Regions from separate parts of the Mus musculus genome. Here regions 1, 2 and 3 are each linked to region 4. The links are chromatin contacts, called in public Micro-C and promoter capture Hi-C maps. All regions are on one chromosome and are shown on one strand. The core of a region is the stretch at or near the end of the contact, and the rest is flanking DNA. Distances in the headings are between cores, read along the strand shown.

Evidence for each region. Promoter capture Hi-C pulls out the DNA fragments that hold promoters and counts their contacts. Hi-C and Micro-C count contacts between places; a contact is called where the count stands out from the background. Capture Hi-C pulls out chosen DNA fragments and counts their contacts.
Region 1: a contact with region 4 is called in a promoter capture Hi-C map of liver, with 2.0 times the contacts expected there. The contact joins the promoter of Sema7a here to the promoter of Snx33 in region 4. A contact is called at or near these places in 2 of 39 promoter capture datasets (liver and pre-B cells) and 2 of 115 datasets of contacts at active chromatin or transcription factors (bone marrow-derived macrophages and pancreatic cancer cells).
Region 2: a contact with region 4 is called in a Micro-C map of embryonic stem cells, with 4 times the contacts expected there. The contact joins the promoter of Isl2 here to the promoter of Snx33 in region 4. A contact is called at or near these places in 1 of 39 promoter capture datasets (embryonic stem cells), 1 of 484 Hi-C or Micro-C datasets (embryonic stem cells) and 1 of 115 datasets of contacts at active chromatin or transcription factors (pancreatic cancer cells).
Region 3: a promoter capture Hi-C map of adipose tissue shows a contact between it and region 4, with 2.2 times the contacts expected there. The contact joins the promoter of Pml here to the promoter of Snx33 in region 4. A contact is called at or near these places in 5 of 39 promoter capture datasets (the C10 cell line, erythroid cells, liver and 1 more), 1 of 484 Hi-C or Micro-C datasets (B cells), 1 of 115 datasets of contacts at active chromatin or transcription factors (large pre-B cells) and 2 of 9 other capture datasets (adipose tissue and liver).

What each region holds. Positions count from the first base shown.
Region 1 is chr9:57,934,494-57,941,558 of GRCm38.p6, reverse strand. Sema7a (sema domain, immunoglobulin domain (Ig), and GPI membrane anchor, (semaphorin) 7A) reads right to left here and starts at 1,447. Exons shown (of 14, transcript NM_011352.3): 1 at 1,231-1,447. The coding sequence starts at 1,408.
Region 2 is chr9:55,535,464-55,542,660 of GRCm38.p6, reverse strand. It overlaps Isl2 (insulin related protein 2 (islet 2)), which reads right to left and starts at 1,512. Exons shown (of 6, transcript NM_027397.3): 1 at 1,323-1,512; 2 at 372-561; 3 at 2-264. The coding sequence starts at 1,380.
Region 3 is chr9:58,245,361-58,252,257 of GRCm38.p6, reverse strand. It overlaps Pml (promyelocytic leukemia), which reads left to right and starts at 2,472. Exons shown (of 9, transcript NM_178087.4): 1 at 2,472-2,717; 2 at 4,820-5,283. The coding sequence starts at 2,568.
Region 4 is chr9:56,924,608-56,932,042 of GRCm38.p6, reverse strand. It overlaps Snx33 (sorting nexin 33), which reads left to right and starts at 3,672. Exons shown (of 2, transcript NM_175483.5): 1 at 3,672-6,730. The coding sequence starts at 5,260. It also overlaps the pseudogene Gm19936.

The sequences.
Region 1 (7,065 bases), core at 198-2,697, 1.0 Mb before region 4:
CACAGTGAGTGCCCACACTGCCCAGTGACCTTGGGCAAGTCACATTCTCTCAGCTGCTGCGGCAGTTCGGGCCACTCATTTTATGTGGGTTTCCCCCCCTCTGCTAAGAATACCTGCCCCAGATAATGCTCAGACTTCCGCAATCCCTGCAAACTGCCAAGGCATCAAAGGGACAGTAGGGACAGACAGGACAAGTACCCCCAGCCCCCGGTGTGAGTCCCCCATCACCACTAGGGGAGGGGCTGCAGAGATGCCAAATTTGGGTACAGAGCTGAGTTTGTCTGGGGGCGGGGAGGCATTTGTGTGCAATGCAGGGAGGGAGCTCAGTCCCTAGTGGCAGAAAGCCTCCAACCCCAACCTAGCCAGCTTTCTGTCCCACCGTCCGTGGTTCTGAACTGCGATGCCCGAAGGAAAGACTCCAGTCCCTCAGGTTCTCATATTCACTACAGTCCTAAGGATGCACACTCCTCCCCAGATACGCCGCTTGGGGGTCCCAATGGCCTCGCCCCACCCAATGGGCACTGTCCCCCCTCCCCGTGCTAGTGCCGATTTCTGGTGACAACTGCCACGTGCGGGCAAGGGGGGAGCGGCTGGTCCTAGCATTACGGAGACAGCGCCCAGGTGCTCGGAGCCCCTGCACCGCACCTTGTCCCGGTTCGCCGCAGGGTGCCCACCCCCTTGCCTGGCCCGCGCTCCGGGCCGGGGCGGGGGCGGGGGCAGGCGGCGGGGTCTTTGTTCCCGCAGCCCGAGCGCAGCGGCGGCGGCAATGGGTCCGCGCCCCCTTCACCAGCCGAGCCCGAGCCCCGCGTGCCAGCAGAGCTCGCAGCTTGCAAGGAGGAGGTCGGGGTGATGAAGCTGGCCAGGGGAAAGAAGGGTTCTGTATAGTAGACCCCGTGGCGGAAAGCCAAAGAGCCTCGGTGAGACAGGGGCCCGCAGCCTCCCCCCGCGCTCGGGCGCTGCGGCTCCGGCTCAGAGCTGCCGTTGGACTTGGAGCGCCACTTAGCTGGGCCCGGGCCCCAGCCACTCGCTCGCACGCTGCAGCGCTCCAGCCCGCTCCGGCGTGACAGTACGCACACTCACAAACACTCACCCGGACCCACACGCTCCCTTCGGGGCCAGCCTGAGACCCGCAGAGCTGCGCACACGCACTCTCTCCGGGTGCCGCACACTCTGCACCCGCCCCGCAAGGCGTCCGATCCCGCGCCCCGCCGGCCGCGCGGCGCCGCCTACCTTTCCAGACGGCGGAGATGCGGGGTCCGCTCCTCGAGTGGCCTTGGGCGGAGGCGGCGGCCACCCAGAACACCAGCAGAAGCCGCAGCCGCAGCGGGAGCCCGAACCGAGCCGGCAGGCTGAGGACGCGGGCGCGCGGTGCGCTGGGGGCGGCACGTCCGGGAGGAGGAGGCGTCATCCCGCAGCCCCGGAGCGACAGCGGCAAGCAGCCGAGACTGAGACAGCGCCCGGCCGCAGGCAGAACCTAGCGCCAGGAGGCGGAGTCAAGCGCCTGACCCCACCCCGCCCCTCCCCCCCGCCCCTCGCAGCCTTTTCTAGCTTTGCCGGTGGCCCCTTGCTTGTGCGGTGACCGCTGCCAGGAAAACCTTCGCTACCCGCACGCGGGCAACTCCACCGGGAGAACCCAGCTGCAAAGAAGACAGACTTGTGATCTGTCATGAGGGGCAGATCCCATCCCTCCTCTGGGCTTCAGTTCCACTTCCCTCGCCCCAGTGGAAAGAAAGGCCTAGGAAATCCGTAAGGATCTCTCAGCGCATGGATGAGTCTAACACCGGACAACCCCCCTTGCTGTCAGCTAAGTGGTTTGTAGTCAGAGAACCATTCTCATAGAATGGGCTTGCGGGAGTGGGACGCAGCTCTCTGCTGATCCTATCAGCCGGAGCAGGATGCTTTCCTCTGTGGAGGAGAGAGGGGAGGTCTAAGATGTGTGGGGTGCCCACAACGCCCCACGATTGCTCTGCCTGAGAGAACACTGGGAATTTTTCATCTTGGCCTGGCTCCCTCCTCTCCCTCTCCTTTCTCCTCCCTTCCCCAGCCAGCAGCCTTCTGGGCTGCCTCCCCCCAGCCAGCTGGTGTATGCTCAGAAAATCCAAACTCATTTCCATGTGCACTGAGGGGGATATAATTAGGAAGGCCCCTTCCCCAAGAAAAAAGTGAGGGGCACAAGACTCATAATCAGAGAGGGAAGGTCAGACCAATCGAAGGGAATCTTTCTCTGCCTAAGGCTCAGCTACATACCAAGGGCAACCTGGTGACGCGGTGGTAGTTCCATCAGAGGGTCCAGGCCCCTCTGCAGTCACCTGAACAACCCAGGAAACTCTGTCATTGGCTTATGTTTTCAGAGCCACTTTGTCTGCTCTTCGTAAAAGGGTCTCCCATGTTCCTTGGGCCAGAGATGGACAGATTCCCTACCTCTGCTTGTACCCAAAGAAGCTATGACTGGGAAATCCATCCAGGTCAGCTTGTCCCAATCTATTGCTTACTGTATATGTAGTCTAAGATGTACTGCACCAAGAAGAGACAGGGCAAGGAAGAGGGAACAGAAGTAAACAAAGACTTGACCTTCAAAACCCACAGACCCAGACATACTGAGCATGCTGTAGACACAGGCAGACCCTGGGCAGGATGCCCTGACCTCAGAGCCAGCCTCTTCACTGCTCCACGGGCAGGGAGGTTTTGATACAGCGAATCTTAGCTCTGCCAATTGTACAGTCTGCTTCTAGTTGTTTTCTCCATTCCTAAAAGCCCCAAAGTACCCTAGCCACTAAGGTGAATTCCTCCAGATCTCTCTGTGGGGAGGGGTCTAGAGACACTACAGGGCTGTGCACGGAGTCACTAGCTTCATGATGCCTAAGATCACAACCCCAGAAAGAAAAGCCTATTGACAGCCCAAGAACTCCTTCCCAGGCCTGCACTGAATCCTGTGGCCCTAAAGTTGGCAAACTGACCAGGCCAAAGTAGCTTCTAAGAATGATACTTGCTTTCTAGCCCAGTGACTCATATTCTGGGCAGTTATGCCCTCCAGTATCTTCATTTCTATAAATGATTGGGGCAAGTTAAGAAACCACCCATCCCTGCCTTTAAGAACCAAGCATTCAAGTGCATCTGAAATGAAAACATTACCCATGTGCACAGTAACTCATAAAATGCAACCCACTTCCGCCTACATCATTCCTCTCAGACCTACATTTTTTTCCTCTGATAAGGAAACATAGCTCCAACTTAGGGACAACTCTGAGGCATCCAGGACAACAGGGGTCCGTCTGAGATCAATTGGAAATGAATGAATGGAGACAGAAAGCCAACTTTTCTGACTTTAATAACAATTGCCAATAGTGTGGTTACTATTACATGCTATAAACATTCCACTGCCTCATTTTTAATGCCGACTTCATGATCCTAGGAGTTAGGTGCTATAGTTCCTCTCTCTATAAGCAGGGGAATTAAGGCATAGAAAGGTGATACAATCTACCTAAACTCACTCGGGTGGACAGAGACAGTGGCAGAGCTGGGACTTTAACTTAGGTGGTCTCTCTAGGGCCAACACCTTTGCTTCCATCAGTGTAATGTGCCTTTGCGTGCTGCCGCTGGTACTTGACTGCAGTCTGGGTCCAAACAATCCTCAGAAGGACCCAGACAGGGCTAGGTTACCACGTGCTGAGCAGAAGGGCAGGCCAGGGGCCAGACTCAGCCTCCTAAGCAATAGGGAACAGATGGAAACTAGGGGTAGAAGCCAAGGCGTTTGTTTTTTTTTTTTTTTTTTCCCAAGGCTGCATGCTAGAGTGAGAAGTGCTGAAGGCCGTCTTTTCTCCAAGACAGACCCTGGGACAACGGGCCAGGCCAGATGGCAGCCTGCTCCTTGATTCTATAGAAGGAAAAGCCACAGAAGGGAACAGGTACCAGCAATAGTTTGGGGGTTCCTGACTCAGGTAACACAGGGAAATCGAAACAGTATAGGTAGTGACAGGCCTGCCTGCCTGCCTTGTTAGAATCCAAAGCTGGCCCTTGAGCCTGAACCAAGGCATACCCTGCCACTCATGACCAGTGATGGGAAATGGCCTCACCAGAAGCAGCATCAGATGCAAGTGATGACAAGTCTGCAGGGGAGACACAGCTCTGCTTCTCCTCACATGGCCCCAGAATTGGAGGAGTGGGAGACAAGACTACTAGAAAGGATGCAGACCTGCACCCTGTGGGGCAGAGAAGGTGCAGCCAAATCCAACGGGTACCCTTGAGAAATCAAAGGATCTGGACACATACAGATTGGAGCTTCGTGACCCAGAACCAGCGGAGGTCCTAAGGTCCATCACAATATTCCAACAGAGCCTCTTACCCTCTGGGACCAAACTCAGTCCGTTTCTCCTTTCCCAAGCTTTCCTCAGTCTTGATTCCACAGCCTGACCTTGCAGGCATGACCTACCCCAACAAGAGGCCCAAGGTGAGGAGATACAACATACACACAGGTTGACCATCATACTAATTTTCATAGATATAATAATCTAAGAATCTAACTTCTCAGGGTTATTAATAGCTCTAGTCGTTTGTGTCGCCTCCTCATGTAGGATTCCATCCCTGCCATTAAGTCTCCACCCAGGCCTGCCTCTAACAACAGGAACGATTTACTCATCTTCATGTCCCCTAATTGTCAGAGGCACACAGACCAAGCAGGTCATGGGTGGAATGCTGTTTACAGGACAGCTGCTACTCAGCTCAGGACCATGGAGGCCACAGAAAAGGCAGCAGATAGACCGTCTGGCTTTTCAAGTGAAGTTGAAAGTTAAGTCTTTGCTCAAACTCTCCGGTTTAAAGAGATCATCATCAAATAAAAGCATCACCAAATGATCCAAAAAAGTTAACACGGATGCATGATGCCAGGTGTTAGGAGCTAGAGAGATAGCTTAATGGTTAAGAGCACTGGTTGCTCTTCCAGAGGACCCACATTCTATTCCCAGTACTCACATGCTAGCATTCAACTGGCTATAACTCCAGTTCCAGGGGCTGATGGCAGTGTATACATATGGTGCAGAGACATGTGAACAGGTAAAACACCCATATACACAGAATAATAAATAAATACATACATAAATAAATACATAAATAAATAAATAAATAAAGTTTTAAGAAACAAAACAGTTTTTAGGCCACATCTGGACCACTCTGCACACCATGCCTGTCCGTCTCACAAGCATGGCACAGTAGCTTTAGTTACCATTGTTGCTGGCCACATGCCTAGGTGTGCCTGGGTAGGAGTGAGTGCAGAGCTCTTTAGGCTCTACAGATCCCAGTACCACATCTCACCACACCACACATCTCCAAACCCTCACCAGCTTGTTCTCAAGCTCCTGCTTTCTCTCCCTAAGCCGGATCAGAGTCTACCAGCTACCAACTCTGATTGAAAGACTTGAAAAACACACATTACTTAGCCCCTCTGGTCTGCACTGCCCAGTGCCAGCCTATACCTGTATCTGTCGCAAACATACATTTTCATTTGATCTCTACCCTAAATTGTTAAAAACTCAATGAGATCAAAATGTGAAAATCCAGAGAGGAATATTTAGTGAGGACAGGCAGAGAAGAGCTAGACTTTTTCACCTTCCGTTAAGGCGGTCAGCTCAAGTATGACTGGGTGAGACAGTTTAGCACTCTTAGATGGCACTGGGCTTGTGGTAGGAGCGCCACCTGGTGTCTGCAAGTCTTAGGGACAGGACAGAAACTCCCAAACCTTTGCAGAGAAATCTCCTCCCTCCAGCCCATTCCCAGGCCACAGACCCATCTCTGAGCTTCCATTCTTGCTCTCCAGGGCCTGGATCAGATACAATCACATGAAATCACATGTGACCCATCAGTTGTAACAAAATCTCCTGACTAGATGGATCTGGAAAGTTCCTATCTCAGCTTGGCAGCTAAGTTATTTGGCAGTGCCCTGTCCCAGGCCAACTCTGATTCTTTTTTTCTTTCCTTTCCTTCTTCCTTCCTTTCTTTCCTCCTCCTCCTCCCTCCTTCTCCCTTCTGCTCCTCTTCCTCTCCCTCCTCCTTTTCCTTATCCTTCTTCTCCTTCTTCCTTCTTTTCCTTATCCTTCTCTTCCTCTTCCACTTCCTCCTTCTCCTCCCCTTCCTCCTCTTCTTTTTCTTCTTGACAGGGTCTTACTCTCTTGTAGTCCAGGTTGGTCTCAAACTTACACCAATCCTCCTGCTTCAGCCTCTTGAGTATTGAGATCATAGGTGTAAGCCACCATGGTTTCTTTGTTCACAAGTGAGAAAGAAGAGCTGACGCAGTTGTTTACCTAACCAGCTCCTTTCTGGCCTGGAGTAAAGCATGGTACCTTCGGCATTTTTTTTTTTTTGCTTGGACCCTGGACGACATGCACTCTTACTATGCTTTACATAGGGTAGGCCCGGACCCTCCCAGCTGATATGATCCTTGGGCTTGCTAGGACCCTAGCAATGAGAAGACCACATATAGGCCAGTGCTCCAAAAAATCACTCACCTTTTCTCATGGATGTAAGAACTCACAAATTGCACTTCTTGGGACCAAAAGCATTATTCAAAAGGCATGCATACAGTCCAACTTAGGAGCCTCTTAACACAGCCCTCGTGGCCTCAGACAGCCTCTAAGTACATGCCTCTGATGACAATGTACTCCATCATGGAGGACCTCTGCCCATCTTCTTAGCTCTGCACAAAGGTTTCTTCCTCTGGAAGACTGCCAAATAGTGGTCTAAAGCTACACAATTCTGTCTATTCACTTTATAGAATACAGCCCCTTCATAAATTTAGGTCAAATTCTTTGAAATCTTGTGTGTGTGTGTGTGTGTGTGTGTGTGTGTGTGTGTGTGTGTGTGTGTGTGTCTGTGTGTGTCTGTGTGTGTGTGTGTGTGTCTGTGTGTACACAGATGCCTTCAGAGGCCAGAGGTGTCAGATTCCCTGGAGCTGCTGTTACAGGTAGTTGTGAATTGAATACTTAATAAGTAACCACTGAACAACCTCTTCAACTCCAAATTTGAGGGGATTTGTTTTAGATGGCCTCTTTTTTGAAGCCAGAATACATTTGTTTA
Region 2 (7,197 bases), core at 263-2,762, 1.4 Mb after region 4:
CCTGGCAGATGCAGGCCGCGGGCGCCGGGGAGCGGGCCGGGGCTGCGCGGGCTGCCAGCCGCAGCGCGCTCCAGCAGGAGGCCGTGGTCAGCTCGGCAGAGCAGCTCATGCTCCCGCAGCGAGAACTCGTCTCCAGGGAGCAGCTGGCGGCTGCACACGGAGCAGCGGAAGCACTCGATGTGGTACACGCTGTCCCGCGCCCGCATCACCAGGTCACTGCTGCTGAAGCCCACCTGGCACTGGGCACACTTGATGCCGAACAGCCTGCGGGCCCGGGTGCGGCGGGCGTCAGCGCAGGGACCCGAGCCCAGGACGCGCAGCCGTGTCCCCCCCAGCCCAAGGGGGCCGAACCCCGGGTCCCGCCGGCTCACCTGACGTAGTCCCGCTTGCAGTAGGTTTTCCCGTCTCTCACGAAGCACGTGCACGTCTCGTCCAGGTACTGGCTGCACTCCGCGCACTTGAGGCAGGCGGCGTGCCACTCGAGGTCGGGCGACACGCGAAGGATAAACTGGTCGTGGATCTGACTCCCGCAGCCCACGCACATGGCCGTCCCGGGCTTCTCTAGCAGGGAAGGGCGCAGGGCCCGCGTCAGGCCCGGTACAGGACCCGGCCGGCCTTGGCCGCTGCAGCAGCCCCAACCCAACCCGCCCTCCCTTGCTTGATCTCCCGCTCTAAAAGTGAGACCACTTTCGAATGATCCAGAAAGTAGGAAACGAAAACAACACAATCTCCTGATATTTCCATTATCACCGTCTTTGAACGCGGACGTAGTATCGGTTCAGCTAGAGACAGAGCTAACGGGAGGCAGACGACAGCACGGTGACACTGGGGAGCTACGGACGCCTCCGTGTCCACACTGTCAGCCAAGCCCGGATTTCCGCCCGCTCCCGCTCACAGCGACTCCCTATTTCAACGCAGACACCGCAGCATTCAGCCCTGTCCCCTCTTAGCTTCTTCGACAGTTCTTAGTTTAAACACCTCAGATCAAGCTACTGAAACCTCTCTACCTTCCTAAGGCAGAGAAGAAACCCATTTCTCTAAATCAAACCTAATTGTCCTAGCAGAAAAGAAAAAGAATTTCACAGCCTGAGGTCATTCCAGCCAACTTGGGAAATAATGTCTAATTGCAAAATAAAATAGTAGGATTCCAACGAATAAACAGTGTTATGGGCGAAATGCACTGCTTGTTTGTTTGTTTTTTTTTATTCTCCCAAGTATTTTGTCAAATAAAAGCCACTTGTAGAATCCGCTAAACATTCTTCTGCATTGGAAATGTTGCATATCAAGCACACATACACACCCACACACAGAGAAAGACTTACTCTTGGAATGATCCCCCATAGCACCCAGAAAAGGATAATGAAAAATAATATCCACCATGCAGAGAGAGATGTGAGCAAAGCTTGCGGCCGGGGACAGAAGGACCAGGGTCGAGCGCCCAGCCTCTGCTCTTTGCTAACTAACTCCTGCCCCGCGGAGTTGAAGGAGCGATTCCGCACCGGCCCGCACGCAGCATGACGTCAGCACGCACTCGCCCGGGGCCCGAGCTGGAGGCGGGACCTGTAGCGTCACCCAGCTCTCCCACCGCCCTGGGGCTTGCTCGGGAGATGATGGGGACCCGGAGGGTGGGCTGGGGTAGACACGGAGGCGCAGGGAGATTGGCTGGGAGGAAGTGGGAAAGCTCTGATTGGTTCGGAGTGAACAATGGAGCGCAGCCCCCTCCCCCGAAACCTTCCTAGATCCTCTCTGCAGCCCCGGGTCCCGCAATCCCTTGGAAGCCGCATCTCCACCCCGCGGGCTCTGCCGCAGCGCCGCGCTTTCTTCGGACTTGTAGGGCGTTTGCCTAGCAAGGCAATAGTCTTCTGGGAATAGATGAGAGTCGTCTCCCCCTTAAAAGTGTTTTTCTTTTATAATTTTTAAATTAAAAATTCCTCCTGGGGACGACAGACCTTGAGGGAGAAAAGAGGATTCGCTGTTTCGGGACCATCACTGGTCCAGCCGGCCACCTTTCTCCCTGGTGGGCCTGAGCCTTTGTTCGGCGGGGTCCAAGTTAGGGAGAACGGGTAGGAAATGAGCACCTGGGTTTGGATAAACTCTATGCGGACTTTCCCACCCGCGCCGCCTGTAGAAAACTCGATGTTGCAGGTGGGTAAGCCAAAAGGAATCCAGAGACTTAGAGCCACAGTCCTCCCACCCACCCTGGCCTAGGCACTTTTCCTCCCTCCTACTTTTTGCTCTTTTGGTTAAATTGATGCTGACTCCCACCCTCTCCTTTCTCCTCTCAGCTGCATAGAGCCTAAAAACAGTGCTGTGATGTGTCACTCATACAGTAAAAGATTTTTACGAACTCTCTGATTTTGGGTTACACAAACCAATTACAACACAACTAATCAGAAACAAATGTGGGACACGGGGTAATTTACCGTCTTCCCGGTGGCTTTTTAATCCTAGAAAAATCTGCGATTTCTAAGACTCGGGATTTTTTTAAACAAAAATCGTTGTGAATTTTGTTTCAAAGGGTTGAAAGACAAATCGATGAGGTACAAACAGTGTTTATCCAACGGTGGTCTGTTGGTCCCTCACTCCCATTCTGAAAGGACACCAAAAACTTGATACCTCTCTAAGTGGGGCGCGGGTGGGCTTCTGGGATAAAGTATCTCGACCAAAAGCTATGTCCGGACTTGGATCCCGCAGGCCTCGCTGCCCGAGATCTATCTAATTCAGGCGCGGCGGTCCAACTGCTAAGAGCCGAAGCTGCTGGGCTGGGAAATGGTTGCAGTCAAGAGCGTCGGCACAGGTTCTGCAGAAAGTCGGGGTTAGAAAGGCTGCTCGGAGATGCCCCAGCGCTGGAAACAGTCTGGCACCTCGCTCCACAGCCGGATTCCTGTAGCTTTTGACCCCGCCTCCACCTTTAGAGCGCTAGTGTTCTCTGGACCCAGAGTTTTGCCACAGCCTACAACCCGCTTGACAACAGGCCGACCCTTCCCCATCTTTCCTACTAGCGCCCCAGCCGCTCTGGCTCTGGGGCTGGTTAAGTTTGCATGACTGTATCTCTGCTGGTAAACCACAAACCATGAAGTAAAGGGTCCTGCATCAGCGCTGGTCTCTGTGACTTTGGGTGTTTCATTTCTTCTTCCTCCCTCACTTTTCCTCATCTGTGAAATGGGTTGTACTTAGAACAGCTGTCTTTGCTTTGTTAAAAAAAATTAAACTAATCGCAGGGAAAGCCTTAGAATCCTACCTCATCGTGCTCAGTGTCTGGTATCTACAGTAACCATAGTGGTTCTCTCTGTTGGGACCCTATACACTTGGGAGTGTGCCTTTTCTGGAAAGGTATCTGTGTGGGGCCTTGCTGGAAGTGAGGACTAAGCACATCTCTTGCCTGTTGGGCAATGATTTATTTATTTGTGAATGTGCTTGCTTTGCCTGCCCTAGGTGTGGACTTGGATTTATTGTTGAAGCCAGTGAGTGGGCTCTGCACTGTGCCTGCTCCAGGTACTGGGGGATACTTGTCACCTCACCCTCCACCCCAAGGCTATCTTGGGCTAGACCTGGCTCCCATTACCTCTAGATCCTGCAAACCTCCTAGGTAATGGCAGTCTATCTCCGCAGGAGTCCTAGGCTCAACCTTTAACCCTCTCCTACCTAGAGAAAGCCCCTCCTAACCAGAAACTGAGTTCTTGAGAATTTGCTAAGGATAGGGGAGGGGCACTCACCTCCATTTCTCTGCCGCTGTAAAACCATTTTCCAGGTCCCTGAGCATGGGTCTCCGGGGTCCCAGTCACCCCAGGAGTCCAGTGCTGGCATGAGAGGGGCATAAGTGATACACGTGGTCCAGCCTTGCTTCTCCTCCTAAAATGTCCCCTTTGAGAGGAAGCAGGGCTCTCTGCTCTCCACACTCTTGGCAGTGGCCCCTCCTTTCTTGCCCTTGCTGGGAGCGGTGGCCATGGCTTGAGAGCCCTAGCTTCAGCTGTGACATGGAAAGACTTAAGGACTGCAGCAAACGCTCCCTGAGCTCTTCCCTCTGGAAAGCCCTGGAGAAAGCCAGGTGGGTGGGTCATTACTCTGTAACGACAACAGCCCCCCTCCTGAGGACAAGCCTTGCCTGAGGGAAAGAGCAGCAATCTTGGCCTGTGGCCAGGGCTTGGGAGTCGCCTACAAAGGCCAGGCAATGGAAAAAAAAAAAAAAAAAACTGGCTTTTATTTGTTTTTCTGGAGTTTTGTTTGTTTGTTTTGTTGTTGTGAGTCTTTTGGTTTGGTTTGGTTGGTTGTTTTGTTTTGTTGTTGTAGGTTTTTGTTTTGTTTTGGGTTTTGTTTTTTGTTTTTTGTTTTTTTTTTGGCTAGTTTCTCTGTTTTTGCTTTGTCAATCTTTCCATCCTTTCTACCTTCCCTGTCTTTTTCCTCCTAAAACCAGGAAGCAGGACACACTTTTGGGGACTTGCTCCTGGGCCCTTGTATGACAGAGAGCTCGTCATGCTCCCCCTGACTGACAGGGCAGAAGTTGCACACGCTTGCACACATCCCAGCCCAGGGACCCAGATGCGTGTGCCAGCCTGCGCATGCACGTTCATGCAGCCGCACAGACAGCTTCCTCTCTATATCACCGCCTCTGTTCTTACCCCTTCCTGTCCAGAGACTCACAGATGTAAAAAGGAATGCTGGGCCGTGGCAACACCATCACCATGGCTGGTATAGGAGATTCTCTCAGGGCTGTGTGCTTTAACATAGTTCACAGAAATCCCCACATCACGGCTGAGGGACAGTGGTGTGGAAAGGTAAGTAACTCGTTACCAGATCATGCAACTGACTTTCTGTTTCCAGTGTCTGCTTGTAGATTCATCAGTGTATATTACCTGCCAATAAGCTACAGACTATGATCTCCGCCCAACAGAGCAGGAGCTGCTGGTTAGTGGAAGGAGGAGCCTTGAGATCCTCTGGGCATCTTTTCATCACTACAACAAAATAGTTGGCCAAAAAAAAAAAAAAAAAAAAAGTTAAAGAAGGAAGGTTTATTGTGAAAGTGTCCGAGTTTTCACCCATGGTTGGCCCGTCACTCTGAGGCTTCCATGAGGCCAAGCATAATGGCAGAAGGCAGGATAGGACAAGTTGCTAACTTCATGGCAAGACGGAAATGGGGAGAAACCCAGGGCAAGATGTGCCTTTCAAAGACACCTGGCCTATGTCATTCACCCAGGCCTGCCTCCTAATAGCCCACCAACTGCAAACTTATCTATGGATTTATCCTATTGAGCAGGCCAGAGAGCCTCTGGATTCAACACCTTGCAACAATGCCACCAGCTGTGACAGAACCCAGAATACATTAACTATGTAGGGGAGAAATTTTAAATCTACACCACAATAATATCAGAAAGGAAACTAAGGTTCATTATGCAACATGAAGATCACAGAGCTGGAGCTGAAAGCTGGGTTAGCAGACCACCTGCTGGAATGCCTGCCTGTGGGTGTCCTTCTGCCCTTATCCAGGTCTGAGACCACTGAGCGCCTCTCGGGTGTCCACAGCAGACCTTTCCTCTTGCTGCTGCTCCAACCCCTCCAAATCCACTTCCACAGACCTTTCCTTTTCTCCAAAATATTGGAGATGTCAGAGTTCATGACTTTACAGCTTTTAGAAGTGGAGGGCACAGTGAAGCAAAGGCTTGAGGGAAAGAAGAAACTTGCCAAGTCAGGATGAGGCATCAGGCCCCCTGACACTGACAGCCAAGTCCTCTTCTGCTCTGCCTGCATCTCCTACCCCTGTAAGCAGAGAGGTGCCTACTGGCTGGCCCTTCTCTCCTCCCTAACATTTCCCTAGCACTTGCTGTGGAATGAATGGGCCCTGGGCTAAGAAGTCTCAGACCCCATTTAAAGCACCTGGACACCCCCTAAACAAGATCTGCCACATTATTTGCAGAGCCCACTAAAATGAAATCGCAAAGCTTCCTGCTCAAACATTACTAAGAATATCAAGACCCTGATGACAGAGCATTAAACCTTTGTAACTGCACGGGCTGTGGGTCCACGAAGCCAGACCTACCTTGCAGCATTGGGGCAGGGTGTAGTATCATCTTTAAGCAGCTCAAAATCAGTAAACTTCATAAGCCGATACAATTAATAAGAGACAAGACTGAGACTCAAACCCACTTCAGGCCATGAGATGAGTCATGAACTTGTGGTCTGTCCAGATGGAAATGTTTTTGTGCTGTTTGTTAGTTTGTTTATAGTGGACAGATATGGGATAAAATCCTTCCATTTTTAAACAAGCAAGCAAGCTCATAGTCTTTGGGGGCAGTCTCTACGAGAGGATTAGGGTGAGAGATGGATCACAGAATTAACCACAGCATCAGTATAGAAGATGGGGACAAATGGGTACTTTTGTTAAGAGAGAGAAAGATTGACAGAGGAGAGAACAACTGTCCCTTCTAAATCACACCCTCAACGGCATTTGGAGAAATACAAAAAGAACTAGAAGCCAGGCTTCCTGCTAGATTCTGGGAAAGGAGCCCACCGAAAGGGATTATGACTACTGCTGTAGAGGAAAGCTGCAGTTCCCCGTCTTTCCAGAAGGGGGAAACAGGCAGGCTCAGTGTGGCTTGGGAGTGGTTCCCAACAGTTTACACCAGGCACCAGACATGCTTGGAGCTAGGTACTAGTCTCCTGAGTTATTTAGTTTTGTTTTCTGAGACAAGGTCTCATGTACCCTCACAAGGCTTCTGATATCTTCCCAAGCAGGCATGCATCACCAGACCCAGCTTGGATGTCCTCTTAGCAGCATCGCTATACTCAAATTAGAGGACTCATAAACATATGCATTAATTTAAACATTTAAAAATGTATTTACACAGAAACAAAACAACAAATAATTCTATTCCCTTTTATTTATGTGTCTGTGTGAGTGTATATCACGTGAATGTAGGAGCCCACACTAACCAGAGGAGGACGTCAGATGCTCTGAAGCTGGAACTCTGGACAGTTGTGAGCTGCCACATGTAGATGCTAGGAACCAAACCTGGGTCCTCTACAAGAGCAGCAAGCAGTCTTAACAGTTGAGTTATCTGTCCACCTCAACAAAATACTGTACTAAGGCCTGACATTTTCCAGGATGCATTGAATTTACATTTGACAAACTTGAGGGCCTATTACGGTGCTTGCATTTGTTTATGACAGATGGAAAACTAGCTCAAACACAAGGCTTTCCCT
Region 3 (6,897 bases), core at 1,223-3,722, 1.3 Mb before region 4:
TCCATTGTGGGTGGGGCCAACCCTGGGCTGCTGGTCCTGGGTTCATTAAGAAAGCAGGCTGAACAAGCCAGTAAGCAGCATCCTCCATGGCCTTTGCAGCAGCTCCTGCATCCAGGTTCCTGCCCTATTTGAGTCCTGGCTTCCCTCATTGATGGACCACCATATGGAAATGTAAGCAAAATAAAGCCTTTCCTACCCAACTTGCTCTTTACTCACGGTGTTTTGTCACAGCAATAAAAACCCTAAGATGAGTTGGTACCGGGAGTGAGGTTTTAATTAATTTCAAATGTAGTCAAGTTGACAACCCAGAATTGCCATACAAGTCCACCCCTTGCCAACTTGACACACAATCATATCTTCTTATCAATTTCCAAGTGAAAACATTAAGCAAATCATAATAATACCTAAACATGATATAACTATCTGACATACAATTACAAACACATTATATTTAACCATGTTATAATTACACCTAACCAGATAAAACTATCCCTCATACAACTGCAAATGCATTGCAAATTTAGAGTAGATGCCAGGCGTGACGGTGCACGCCTTTAATCCCAGCACTCGGAGGCAGAGGCAGGCAGATTTCTGAGTTTAAGACCAGGCTGGTCTACAAAGTGAGTTCCAGGACAGCCAGGGCTGTACAGGGAAACCCTGTCTTGAAAAACCAAAAAAAAAACAAAAAACAAAAAACAAACAAACCAAACCAAACAAACAAACAAAAACAAACGAACAAACAAAAAATTTAGAGTAGATGACAATGTCCCTTGAGGGACATTCTTTTTTTTTTTTTTTTGAATTAATTAATTTATTTCATGTATGTGAGTACACTGTCGATGTCTTCAGACACACCAGAAGAGGGCATCAGATCCCATTACAGATGGTTGTAGCCACCATGTGGTTGCTGGGAATTGAGCTCAGGACCTCTGGAAGAGCAGTCAGTGCTCTTAACCCCTGAGCCATCTCACCAGCCCCCTAGAAACATTCTATTAGTATCTCAGACTTCAATATGATAACCATTGACATTCTATTAATAGATGTTACATCACATAATTTAAAAAATTGAGGAAAGAAAACACAAATATTTGTACACAATATAACTGATCTTGGCCTAATTTTTTAAAATATTTACTCAAAATATTTATATGAGTACACTGTAGCTGTTTTCAGACACACCAGAAGAGGGAATCAGATTCTATTACAGATGCTTGTGAGCCACCATGTGGCTGCTGGGAATTGAACTCAGGACCTCAGGAAGAACAGTCAGTGCTCTTAACCGCTGAGCCATCTCTCCAGCCCTTGATGGGCTAATTTTAAAGGCCAAGGGATACTGGTCAGCTTAGATGTATGGCCTCCACAGTCTCCAGGATGTTGGGTCTCCCTTTAGAACCCATCTCACCACAACTCTAAGTTTACAAAAGCAGGAACCTGTTACCATCCCTTTTAATCAGTTTCACATAGGAACAGAGAATAGGCACATAGGGGCCAGAAAAGTGGGTGGGAACAGACTGAAGTTAGAAGCCAAAGGCACTGGCCAATGAGAGTGTCAGCAGGTGTGTGTTTTCCTCACCCACTAGTTTCTGGATTGCTTTTTCTTGGTCAAAAAGCTAACTTTGTATCTCTTGTTTTCTTCACCACTGCTGGCCAGCTCTCCCCTTGCCTCCCTGTTGTCTACCTCTGTACGATGCACAGTCATCAGACCCATTCAACGCTGTTCTGTCACCACGGTCCTTCCACTGACTCAGAACTAACTCTGTGTCCCACAGTTACTTCTCATAGGCCACCTGCCTCAAGGTCATTCAAGAGACGCAGCTGACACGCTGTAAGAAACCCTTCACCAACTCTCAGATCATATGTAGAATCGGTCCATTTCTCACCGTATGATTCATCTCATCTTCTCTGGTATCACTTCGCAGGAGCCCCATCTTAAATCTGAAAATGGCCCTGACTACTTCCCAAACTGGCTCTCCTGTTTCAGACCTCCACTCCTTTCCAAGTGTTTGTCTCTCTTTAAAATGTCTGAGCAGCTCTGAATTCCTGGTCATTTTCTATCTCATGCTCCATTCTCAGCTGAGGGATGCCTTTCCAGGCAAACCCATCCCAGTACTGAGTCGAAGTCTCCACTAGGGTGCACTTGGGAGGCTCTCTCAAAGAGGAGTTTATTTCTCTACCTGGCTTTTAACTAGAAAGACATATAGCTGTGGAATGAGTCCAATAGCTCACAGACAGGGAAAAGCCTGTCAGCTCTGTTTCTCTCCTGGTGTGCATGCTGCGTACGTGGCCGGATCTTTCCTTGTTCTGCTAATGAGCCATGCCCGCATGCCGGGCTTGTTTACTTGCTTGTTTGGTTAACCTTTCTGACTCTACCAGAGTTACTTCCATAGCTCCCTAGTCTTTCTCTTAACTTTGGAAGGGAGATTATAGAACCAGCCTCTCCGCCCCTAGACCCGCCCAGCCCTGTCTCACTTCCTCTCGGGAGGCGGGCTCTCCTCGGGCAATCTCTCGCTCAGTTTTCTGGCTCAGATCTGAGACCCATTTCCCGCCTTCACAGACCTAATCAAGAAATGGAAACTGAACCAGTTTCCGTGCAGAAGGTACCTGCACCCCCTGGATCTCCCTGTCGACAACAGGACTCTGCCCTGACCCCCACGCCCACCATGCCTCCCCCAGAGGAACCCTCCGAAGACTATGAACACAGCCAAAGCCCTGCAGAGGTACTACTGGGTTAGAAGGTGTAGGGCTATTAGGTTTTTTTATTCGTTTACTTTGGTCGAGGAGTTGAGGATGAAGAAGGTCGTTATAGAGAAGTAAGTTAATGGGTTAGTGTCCTAAAGAGACACCAAGGTCCTGACCCTCCTGGCTGGGCAGAGGTAGAACTGATAGCCTAGAGTAAAATAGGAACAGGGGCCCGGCGGTGTGGGGCACACCTCTAATCCCAACACTTGGGAGGCAGAGGCAGGTGGATTTCTGAGTTCAAGGCCAGCCTGGTCTCTACAGAGTGAGTTCCAGGACAGCCAGGGCTACACAGAGAAACCCTGTCTAAAAAAAAAAAAAAAAAAACCGGGATGAGTTGGATTGTAACTGGGGATAGTTGGATTGTAACTCCTACTCCCTGAAGCCTTGCCTGAAGCGCCTACCTCAGATGAAAGACTATAGTCCTGTGGAAGGCCTGGCCAGGAGTCTTATTTGCTCTGGCCTGGAGCTAAAGGCATGTCCCAGACTTGGCAAAACTATAGTCGCCCTCCCTGACCCCCACACCAACACTTCCCGTTTTTCAGCTGTGGTTGCACATCCCAGGAGCAATAGTGCTTGGGATGGTAGGGCTGGAGGGAGGATGACAAGTTCCAGGCCAGCCTAGGCCACAAAGAGAGTTCAAGACCGCTGAGGGCATCACAGCAAGACCTGTTTCAAAACAAAACAAACAAACAGACAGAACCTGGCTCAGACCAAAGTGCCTGCTAAGACCAACAGGATTCACACAGCTGCTTTCTCTTTTGATTTTCATCAATTTATTTTATGTGTATGAGGTTTAGGGATTTATTTTATTTTATCTTTTGGAACACAGGGTCTCACTCTGTAGCCTTGGCCGGGCTGGAGCTTGCTTTGTAAGCCAGGCTGGTCTCAAATTCATAGAAACCACCTGCCTGCCTTCTGAGCTCTGGGATTAATGTATGCGCCACCAAGCTCATTTTCCTAAGGAAGCCTAGTTCATGGCCTTCCTGGGAGTATTGCCTCAACCTTCCATACTCACCCTGGAAGGAACTACCTCCATCCCATTATTCTTCACTCATTTTTCCCTTCACAAAAAACACAAATAAGGTCACATTGCCCTAACTTTTTATTATTAGCATTATATAGCTAAGGATTAAAAATACTAGTTGACATTTATGGGTACTTCTCTCTCTCTCTCAATCTCTCTCTCTTTTTTTTTTTTTTTTTGGTTTTTCGAGACAGGGTTTCTCTGTATAGCCCTGGCTGTCCTGGAACTCACTTTGTGAACCAGGCTGGCCTCGAAATCGCCTGCCTCTGCCTCCTGAGTGCTGGGATTAGACTTATGGGTATTTCTCATGTGCCAGGCACCATGGTATTGAGCTCTTTGAACAGTAGCTCCACCTTCTATACCTATGAACTAACTATTATTATTTTATATGACATGACTGGAATTACACAATATTTCTAATTTTATGGCAGGCATATTATTTCACCATGTCTTCAAGGTTCATCCAGGTTGTTGAATGTATCAGGATTTCATTCCTCTTTCAGGGTGAATACTATTTTGTTACATTTGCAGACACATTTTGTTCATGCGTTCATGTGCTAAGGACACTTGGGTCACTGTGACTTTTGTGGGGGTGTTGCTAGGCACATTAGTATATAATTATATGCTTGGATATTTTTTCCAGTTCTTTTGAGTATATATATGGAAAGTGGAAGCTTGGTCATACGGTAGTTTAAGTCTAACTTTTTGAGGGTCATCCTGCCAATTGTGTTAAGCACTTTATATGAAGTTGATACTTTTCCAAACTTGAGTCCCTTAAATGCAAAGATGTATCTATCCTATCTTGTATCTCAGGACCTACTAGTGAGTCTAATGATAAGCAGATGGGTGCCCGGTAAATTGTGCAGTGAGAGCTGCAAGGCTCGAAGTAAATGAGGAACTGGGGTGCCGATAAGCCAGGACATGATCCAATGACTCCCAGGAATGGAATGTGAGGTCCTACCCTCTCCAATCTCCAGCTGAAGGGATGGGCGGCCAGTGGAGGGGACAAGACGTCTGGGCTTTCTGTAGGCCTCACTTCTCTCCTTGGTTCACTAGCAAGCCATACAGGAGGAATTTCAGTTTCTGCGCTGCCCGAGCTGCCAGGCCCAAGCCAAGTGCCCCAAACTGCTGCCTTGCCTGCACACGCTGTGCTCCGGATGCCTGGAGGCGCCTGGCCTGCAGTGCCCCATCTGCAAGGCTCCTGGGCAGGCCGATGCTAATGGGGAGGCCCTGGATAACGTGTTCTTCGAGAGCCTGCAGCGGCGCCTGGCGGTGTTCCGGCAGATCGTGGATGCTCAGGCTGCGTGCACCCGCTGCAAAGGCTTGGCCGACTTCTGGTGTTTCGAGTGTGAACAGCTCATTTGCAGCAAGTGCTTCGAAGCACACCAGTGGTACCTCAAGCATGAGGCCCGGCCCCTGGCTGATCTCCGCGACAATTCAGTGAGCAGCTTCCTCGACAGTACGCGCAAGTCCAATATCTTCTGCTCCAATACCAACCACCGCAACCCTGCGCTGACTGAGTAAGTGGAGCATCCTGGAGTCAGGGGGTGAAAGCTTCAGGGAATTGTCACTCAAAATGGGCTCCGCTGGTTTATAGTCGTTTCTAATGACCCTTTGAAATATTATATATAGCTTCAGAGTCATCTTTGCACCCATACCTAGTTTGTCTTTAGGATGAAAAAATTTCAGAGTGCCATTGCAAGTGATATGTGAAAACAGTAGGTTTTAGTATGTGTCACCACCGAACTTTAGATGTCTTAATAGTGGACATTTCCTTCGGAGGCCCCAGGGAATCTCAGTAAGGCTGGATGTTATTATTGGGGCAGGAAAATAGTGTTTGAAAAGTTGAAACTATGGCATCAGGGAGTGCTATCTGAAAATGACTATATGCAAAGAACAAAGAAAGTCACTTATAATTATTTTTGTTAAGCAACATATTTTCTATTTATGTAGGGAATATATTTATATGGCTCACAAACAAAATTTATACTAAAGAAAAGAGAGTGCCATCTCCATTCCATTCCTACCTGCTTAGTTTTCAACACTTTACCTCCATTCTCAGGGCAGCTGCCATGGCTAATTTGGAATGCTTCTTTTAAGTTTCTTTGTGAATAAAATGCAGGTCGGGTAACCTTATCAGGACTTGTATCCACCCTTTTAGCCAATATGGTAGTGTATGATAAAGGAACTTTTGACCACTCAGAAGCAGATTGCTTGAATAGGAACTAGTAGTTTTTGAGGAATCAATGGGAACCAAACCGCTTCCTCTTTTGGGGCACTCCTTGACCGACCGAGCTTCCTGCCAGCTTCATCAGAGGAGTCCTGCCCCCACCCCATTCCTCTGCAGCAGGTACAGCTGCTGAATTTGCATTTCATGGCACACTGTTAAGATCAAATGGCTTCTCTCTCTTTATTAGCCCTGGAGTTCTCAATCCTTTGTGAATTGTCTGTTTGGTGCCTTCTTTTCTTTTCCTTTGAGGAGTTCTTCCAGGTCCCTCTGTAAGAATCTATTGTGGTAATATTTCACTTAGTATGTGGTATCATATTTAAAATAACTCTTTAGTTTTAGGGGATCAAATGTGTCAGTTTTCTGTCTTACAGTGTATGACTTTGAATCAGTCCAAGAAAGAGCTCACACCTATGTATAAAATAATCTCTTATATGATCTTTGGTCTTTTAATATGATGAATTAAAATCAGTGTCTTTTCTTTGAACTAGATTTTGGTTCCTAGGAGGAAAAACTCAACTTGAATTATGAAAATTAATTAATTAATTATTAATTTTGTTCCTAGCTGGGTTATGTTTTGAAATATTTTAATTAGGCTACTCTCTGAAACAATAAGTACAATCAATTTCTAATGTAGTTTGTATGGGCTTTGCATTAGGTTTTCCTGTCTGCTTTATACTCTATATCTCTTTAATTTGAAATCTTCCATTTTTTTGAGCATGATAATGCAGTTCTCCATCTTAATAGAGGAGATGATTGACACCACCTCCCTCCCAACATCACCACAGAGAAGTGATCGGCTTTCCACAAATGCTAAGCCACTTCAAGATTACTCATAAGTCAGGATGCCTTCAATACTAGCATTGGGGTAGCAGAGGCAGGCAGATTTTTGTGAGTTTGAGGACAC
Region 4 (7,435 bases), core at 2,423-4,922:
CAGCATCCATTTTTCTAATAGCATTCTGCCTCTCCTCATGGTCTTGGGTCAGATTTGCTCTATGCTTAGCTATCTGAGGAAAAAAAAGGTTTGTTGTCTCTTTCTAAGAATCAAGGGGTGTGGGTCATAGAATGCTGATTTGTGGGGTAATCAAAAGGGAACCTGGAGTAAATGATATGTAAATAAAAGACTGGGCTTTGGTCTCTGAGAGCAGAGCTATCTGGATGAGCTCTAGGAGAAATCTGTCTGGAGCCGAACCCCGGCTGTCAGTGTGTACTCTATGACTAACTTCATGCCGTTCTTTTAGATGCTCTGGAACGCCTCTTCCTCAGAATCCCTCTCCAAGACCAGGCTGATCCTTGGCAGAAGGAAGAGACTAGGCTAGCTGAATCTGTTGGCATCAGGACCTCCCAAACCTATGACATCATATAGGTGACAGTGGAACCTGCAGACCTGTTGCCTTGGCAACACATTCCCAGAATCCACTTGGATCACCTCCTACCTTTACCTGAGTTACATCATTTTCCATATAAATAAGGAGAATGCCTCTCTGTCTCTGTCTCTGTCTCTGTCTCTGTCTCTGTCTCTGTCTCTGTTCTTCCCCTCTTCTCTTTCTGCCACCACCTTGTCTCTCCCTCCCAATAAAACCTCTTCCACATGGAACTGCCTTGGCCTAGTGTGCTATTGAGATGTGACCCGCCATTCTAACACATCAAAATCTGTAAGCTTTGGCTCAGGTGAGAAACCCTAATTCAGTGTATTCCAGAGCAATCCAAGAAAGACATTCAATATCAGTTTCTGGACTCCACACACATGGATAGAAACACACATGACATACAAATGCAAGAACAGAAAGGATAAAGGAAAGTGAATGTAAGAAAGGGATCATTTGCAAAGACATGAGCAGGGTACAGGGAAATCATGAAAGTCAGTCTGGTTTCCTAGTAACTTTAGACCTGATGAGGACCCCTGGAATTTACTGAGTGGAAGGAGGTTCTGGAGATCTCTATAAGCTGAAATATTTGTTCTTCCTAAGAACTTGGAAATGAGGGTAACCCTAAGAATTAGGAAAACCTACCTAGAGCATATACATAAATCTAAGATGCTGCTGTTTAAATGTGTGTTGGAAGTAAAGACAATACAGGAAGCAAGCCTGTTATACAAATACTGAGAAGACTGAGGCCAGAAGGACTACAAAAAGGTATGCCTGAATGACAGAGCCAGTTCAAGGCTAGTCTGGGCAGCGATGTAGTGAGACCCTAATCCAAAAGATAACAAAAGTGCTGAGTTCAGCAATACAGTGTTTGGCCAACATGCCCAGTCCCTAGATTCAAATCCACTTCCTTCCCTGGTACCATACATACACAAAAGGCAACCAAGGTAGTGGGGCTGTGTCCATGCTTTTAAAAGCCTATCAGCTGTACTAAGTACACTAAGCTCATAGTGGGAGGGAGTGTCTACAGCTGTGCCAAGTACTCAGCAAGAACTAAGGGAATCGTGCTATTGTTAGCCTCAGCTAGGAGAAAGGTCCCTGAACAAGAAGAGACTCACACAGGTAGGAAAATGCCTCCAGCAAGGGTGAGAAGATGTTTGCAAGTTTGAGACCAGCATGGTTCATAGCCAGTTCTAGGTCAGCTAGGACTACATAGCAGGACCCTGCCCAAACAAAAGACAGTGGCTGGGAGAAACAATCTACCGAGTCTTTAGGGTCCTTATATAGCAAGGGACAAGGTTTCTTGGGGGGGGGGAGATGCATCAGCCTCATGGGCTAGCCTGGCCCATGTGCATCCCAAGGAGCAGACCCAACTCTTGATCTAGTAAAGCAAAAGTTTTGCTTCACAACTGTTTCTCAGATTCTAGGGTTTGAGCTTTTTGTTTTTTTAAGTCAGGGTCTCACTTGTAGCTTTAGCTGTCCTAAATTTACTACATAGACAAAGCTGAGCTAAAATTTGCCTTTGTTTCCAAGGGCTTGGGTTACAGGGATGTACCATAACACCCAACTTTGTGACAACCCCCTCCCCCACCTTACATAGGCTCGAGGATAGCCTCAGATGTGTGATCTCTGCCTTCCAAGTGCTAAGACTGTTTGGCATGCTCAAGATCTTTCAATTTTTAATTTGAGACAGTCTTGCTATGTATCTTTGGCTGGCCCAGAACTCAGAGAGATTCACCTGCCTCTGTCTCCCAAATTCTGGGACTAAATGTGTCCACCACCACTCGTTTGTCTGTTTGTTTAAGAAAGGGACTGGAGTCCAGCCTCCAATTCATGACAGTGCTGTTTCAGCTCCCGGTTTGTTTGGTTAACTTTTGGTAAGATCTTGCTAGATGTGGCACAGGCTGGCCTGGCACTCACTCAGTCTCCCGTGTGTGTCATCACGACCAGCTGTTATCCTTCATAGGGAGTCAAAGTTTATGAGTTTTGGAGTCAGAGGTCTAGGAGTCATGACCCTCAAAACAGCCAAATGTCCCAACCTTCAGCAGCACTACTTTATACCAGTTAATCAGCAATAAGTAAGAACAATAGTAACCTGGAGGTAGGAAGCCCTAGCAAGATTGGGTAAATAAGGCTCTAGGGCTCCAAGAGGAAGAGGAGGTGTGTGTGTGTGCGTGCGTGTGTGTGTGTGTGTGTGTGTGTGTGTGTGTGTGTGTGTGTGTGACAGAGAGAGAAAAACAAAGAGAGACAGACAGAGACAAGACAGAGAGGCAGGGGTTTTCTATGTATCCCTAGCTTTCTGGAACTCATTTTGTAGACCAGGCTGGCCTCAAACTCATGAGATCTGCCTGTCTCTGTTAGTGCTGGGACTGAAGGAATGGGTGACCACGGCTTGGAAGGTTCTTGATATGTGTTCCACTTAGGCTGGGATCAGTGCCTTCCCAAGCATTTTGCACGACACTGGCCACACTAGGCTGGAACATCTTGCTTCTCTGTGAAGATACTTATGACCTTCCAGACGATAATCTTAGTTTCGGTTAATTTGTTGTTTGGAATATAAACTTAATGATGGGACAGACAGTGTGAATTAAAAACCACAGCAGCAATCCAGCTGTTATATTCGCTCCAGAGTTCAGCACAACTCCTGTCTTTAGTACACCTAGTTTTGCCTAATGTGGAGGGTCGAATCCTGGAAGCCTAAAGGCTATTTACCAGACCACTCCTCTCTCCTTGCTATTTGCTGCTGGCCTGGAAGGAAGATCTGGCTCCCGCGAAAGGACAAAGCAACCCAGAACCCGCCTGTGCCTAAACTTGCAACTTGTCACTGAAGAAGTTACATGGTCTTTGGCACCCCACCCCCACACTCTGGGAGCTGCGGAAGGCAGGAGGGCTCCTCTCCCTATCTTGCTTACAGCATCGGTTATCACCTGCGGGATACCAGGGTCACAATTTGCTGCCTACACCATCTGAGAACAACCCGGGAGCTGTGTTAGCCCCTAGACAGATCGAAGTACGCGTGGCGGGAAAGGAGGTTGGGAAAAGGGAGTCCGCAGCTCTGCTCCCCTGCAGCCGAGGCGGTTCTCCTAGCCTTTATAGCTCCCTCCTTGCCACTGCGCTCCGCAAACTTTCGGAGTTTTCCTGCACTTGCGTCACGGAAAAGGCAGATGGATGACCAAGTCCAGGAGGCGAAGCTCGAAGGCGGCTGGCGAGCTCCCCCACGCGGCGATCCAATCCGAGCGAGAAGCGGCTCTGGGCGCCGGCAACTGGGCTGCTGAAAGCTCGCAGCTCCCCGACTCCCGGGTCCATTTCCTGGATCCCGGCCACCGGGACTGAACCGGAGAGAGGGAGGGCGCCCGCCAGAAGGAAAGTGAGCGGAAGGCCGGCGGTGGCACCCTGGCCGCGGGAGGGCGGAGCTGTGCGGTCCCTGACCGGCCAGGACGCACGGAAGTGCGGTAGAGTTTGTTGAATTCCGTAGCCTGCTTTCCCTCCCTCATACCTCCCTCCCTCTCTCTCCACCCCTCACCTCCCCTACTGCTTTAGCCTCCTTCCTCGGAACGCCATCTCCTGGACTCCTCCCCCCTTCTCTTTTCTTTCTTTCTTTTTCTTTTTTCTTTTTCTTTTTAGTTTTTTGAAGGGAGGGTGAATGTTTGTTTTGGACTTGGCTTCCTGCTGGCAGCGCTGAAGGGCTGCGAGTGAGGGGCAAAGAGGCAAGAAGCTGGGGCTCAGCTAGTCCCTCTCGGGTCGGATCCAGAGGGCATCGCGGAGAACGAACCTACGGACGGACTGACAAACACCCGACTACGCCATCTGTTCGACAGAGCTCTATCTACTGACTGCTGTTGAGTGTTCCGGGGCACATCAGGGGCGGGGGGTGGTGATGGTGGAGGTTTCTCCTAGCGTTACTTCTGGACAGGGGTTCTGAGACTCTGATCCGGGTCAGCTTCATACTCTGAAACTGCCGAGGAATTAGGCAAACAAAAGAGGCACTGAGTGAAAGAGGCCAGAAGTTCTTTGCGCTGCTTGTCGCGCCCCCCCTTGTTATCTGGGGGCGGGGGCTGGCCATTTGCAGGGCGGGAAGAGGGCACCAGAGCTAGCGAGACGGGGTCGCACCCCCTGGGTCGAGTAGTTTTCAGCCGGTTGTGCAAGCTTTGGCCCTTGTTTTCCTGGCCTGGCTCTTTTGGAGGCCGGACACATCCACCCTTGGAATTGGTTCAGGACTCTGCTGTTATTCTCTTTGCCCCTCTTGAATTTTCTGGATTCTTGAAGACGCGGTGGCCCGGGAGGAGAGAGGAAGGAGGAAGGAGCAGATCTCCAGAAGAATGTGAGAGCCTCCCAAAGCCGGAGCCAGTAAGAACGGAGAGCCAGAGGAGGCAGAACCTTGCCTGCGTTCCTGGGACCGTGGTCTGAGGGTAAATCTCTTCTGTTGTACAACACTGTTTTAGTGGAAAGTGTGTGTCTCGTTCTGGTTCTAGCAGAGCTGCTTTCTTCAAGTCATTTGACTTTTCTGCTTGGTGTGTGAGGAGGGAGAGACCCGCTCCTTTCCAGGGGCTGCCAAGGGAGAGGAGAAAGACTGTGGCCATGACCAACCCCTCCCTGCTTACAGGCAGATACCCCAAGGCAGTTTCTGGACCATGGACACTTCTTTGACCAAAAGGCAGCTAGACAGCATCTGTGCATGCTGAGGCCCTGCCCAAAGGACTTGGTAGGGCTTACTAGACTTTGAGCTGCAAGTACATTTTTTTTTTTTTTTTTGGACACCCTGTTGAACATCCTGAATCTGGGCAAGGCATTTTCCTTCCAGTCTTGACCTAACAGATAGCTGAGCCATGGCACTGAAAGGCCGAGCCCTCTATGATTTCCACAGTGAGAACAAGGAGGAAATCAGTATCCAGCAGGACGAAGAGCTGGTTATCTTCAGTGAGACCTCACTGGACGGCTGGCTGCAGGGACAGAACAGCCGTGGGGAGACAGGGCTCTTCCCTGCTTCTTACGTCGAGATTGTCCGTCCTGGCATCAGCACCAACCATGTGGACTATTCCAACAGCCCTGCAGGCTCCCTGGGCACCCAGGGGAGTTTGTATAGCAGCCCGAGTATGGCCAGTCCAGCCAGGAGTGGTGGGGGCAGCGGCTTCCTCTCAAACCCAGGAAGCTTCGAGGATGATGATGATGATGATTGGGATGACTGGGATGATGGGTGCACAGTGGTAGAAGAGCCACTAGCTGGCGGCCTAGGTACCAATGGGCACCCTCCACTCAACCTCTCCTACCCGGGTGCCTACCCCAACCAGCATATGGCTTTCCGACCCAAGGCACCCCTGGAAAGGCAGGACAGCCTGGCGTCTGCCAAGCGGGGCAGTGTGGTAGGACGGAACCTCAATCGTTTCTCGTGCTTCGTACGCTCTGGAGTGGAGGCCTTCATCCTTGGTGATGTGCCCATGATGGCCAAGATTGCTGAGACTTACTCCATTGAGATGGGCCCACGTGGCCCTCAGTGGAAGGCCAACCCCCACCCATTTGCCTGCTCCATAGAGGACCCCACCAAACAGACCAAGTTCAAAGGCATTAAAAGTTACATCTCTTACAAGCTTACACCCACCCACGCAGGCTCGCCTGTTTACCGGCGCTACAAACACTTTGATTGGCTGTACAACCGCCTTCTACACAAGTTCACAGTGATCTCAGTGCCCCACCTGCCTGAGAAGCAGGCCACAGGCCGCTTCGAAGAGGACTTCATCGAGAAGCGCAAGCGAAGGCTCATCCTCTGGATGGACCACATGACCAGCCACCCTGTGCTCTCCCAGTATGAGGGCTTCCAGCACTTCCTCAGCTGCCTGGATGACAAGCAGTGGAAGATGGGTAAGCGCCGGGCAGAGAAGGATGAGATGGTGGGCGCCAGTTTTCTGCTCACTTTCCAGATCCCCACAGAGCACCAGGATCTGCAGGATGTAGAGGACCGCGTGGATACATTCAAGGCTTTCAGTAAGAAGATGGATGACAGCGTCCTACAGCTTAGCAACGTGGCGGCGGAGCTGGTGCGGAAGCATGTGGGGGGCTTCCGCAAGGAATTCCAGAAGCTAGGAAGTGCCTTCCAGGCCATTAGCCATGCCTTCCAGATGGACCCTCCCTTTAGGTCTGATGCTCTCAACAATGCCATTTCTCACACTGGCCGGACCTATGAAACCGTTGGCGAAATGTTTGCGGAACAGCCCAAGCACGACCTCTTCCAAATGCTTGACACACTGTCTCTCTACCAGGGCCTACTCTCCAACTTCCCTGACATTATCCACCTGCAGAAAGGTAAGCCTGCATGAGTGTCCTGGTCCCTGGGAATATGGGAGAGCCTGGACTATGAACAGCTCATCACACTTTCCTGTCTCCATCTCCTTCGCTGCTCAACAAGTGTGTTAAGACAGTTCTCTGCAGAGTGCTGTTGTAGGCAGAGAGATAGCATGGACAGCTTTGGTCTTTGTTCTCACTGAGCTCTGTGTGTATGCCTCTTATCCATTCCAGATTTTGATTTGTTTTGTTTCTTTTCCGTGTCTCACTTACCCCATCATGCATGGAACCCCAAGGTATTACTGAGTTCTGGGAACGCAGACTCCCTCTGTCCTGTGTGCTAGCCACTATCACTATCTGTTAGCCACTATCTGCCCTCATTTTGGCAGACGAAGACGTCTATTCACAGGAGAGGGGTTGCACACAAGTCTGTGGCTCAGCCGGCACTATCCCTTCCTCCCTCCAACTCCCCAAGGACACAGTCATATTGGCAGCTTCCCAGGCCCGTCACGTTTTCAGTTCTCATGGTCCCCGGTATGGGGGAGGGACAGGATGAGCCCCTGCCTGTTGCTGCTAGAACTGTTAAGGAACTGCCAGTGAAGTGACTCATCCTGGGTCACATGGGGCACTCAGCTGGGCAGGGGGTGGGGAATACAGCCAGGGGTCCAGGGCTCTGTTCACATGGGCCAATCTATCTCCTGCTTCCCAAGCTGGGGTTCTCTTGCG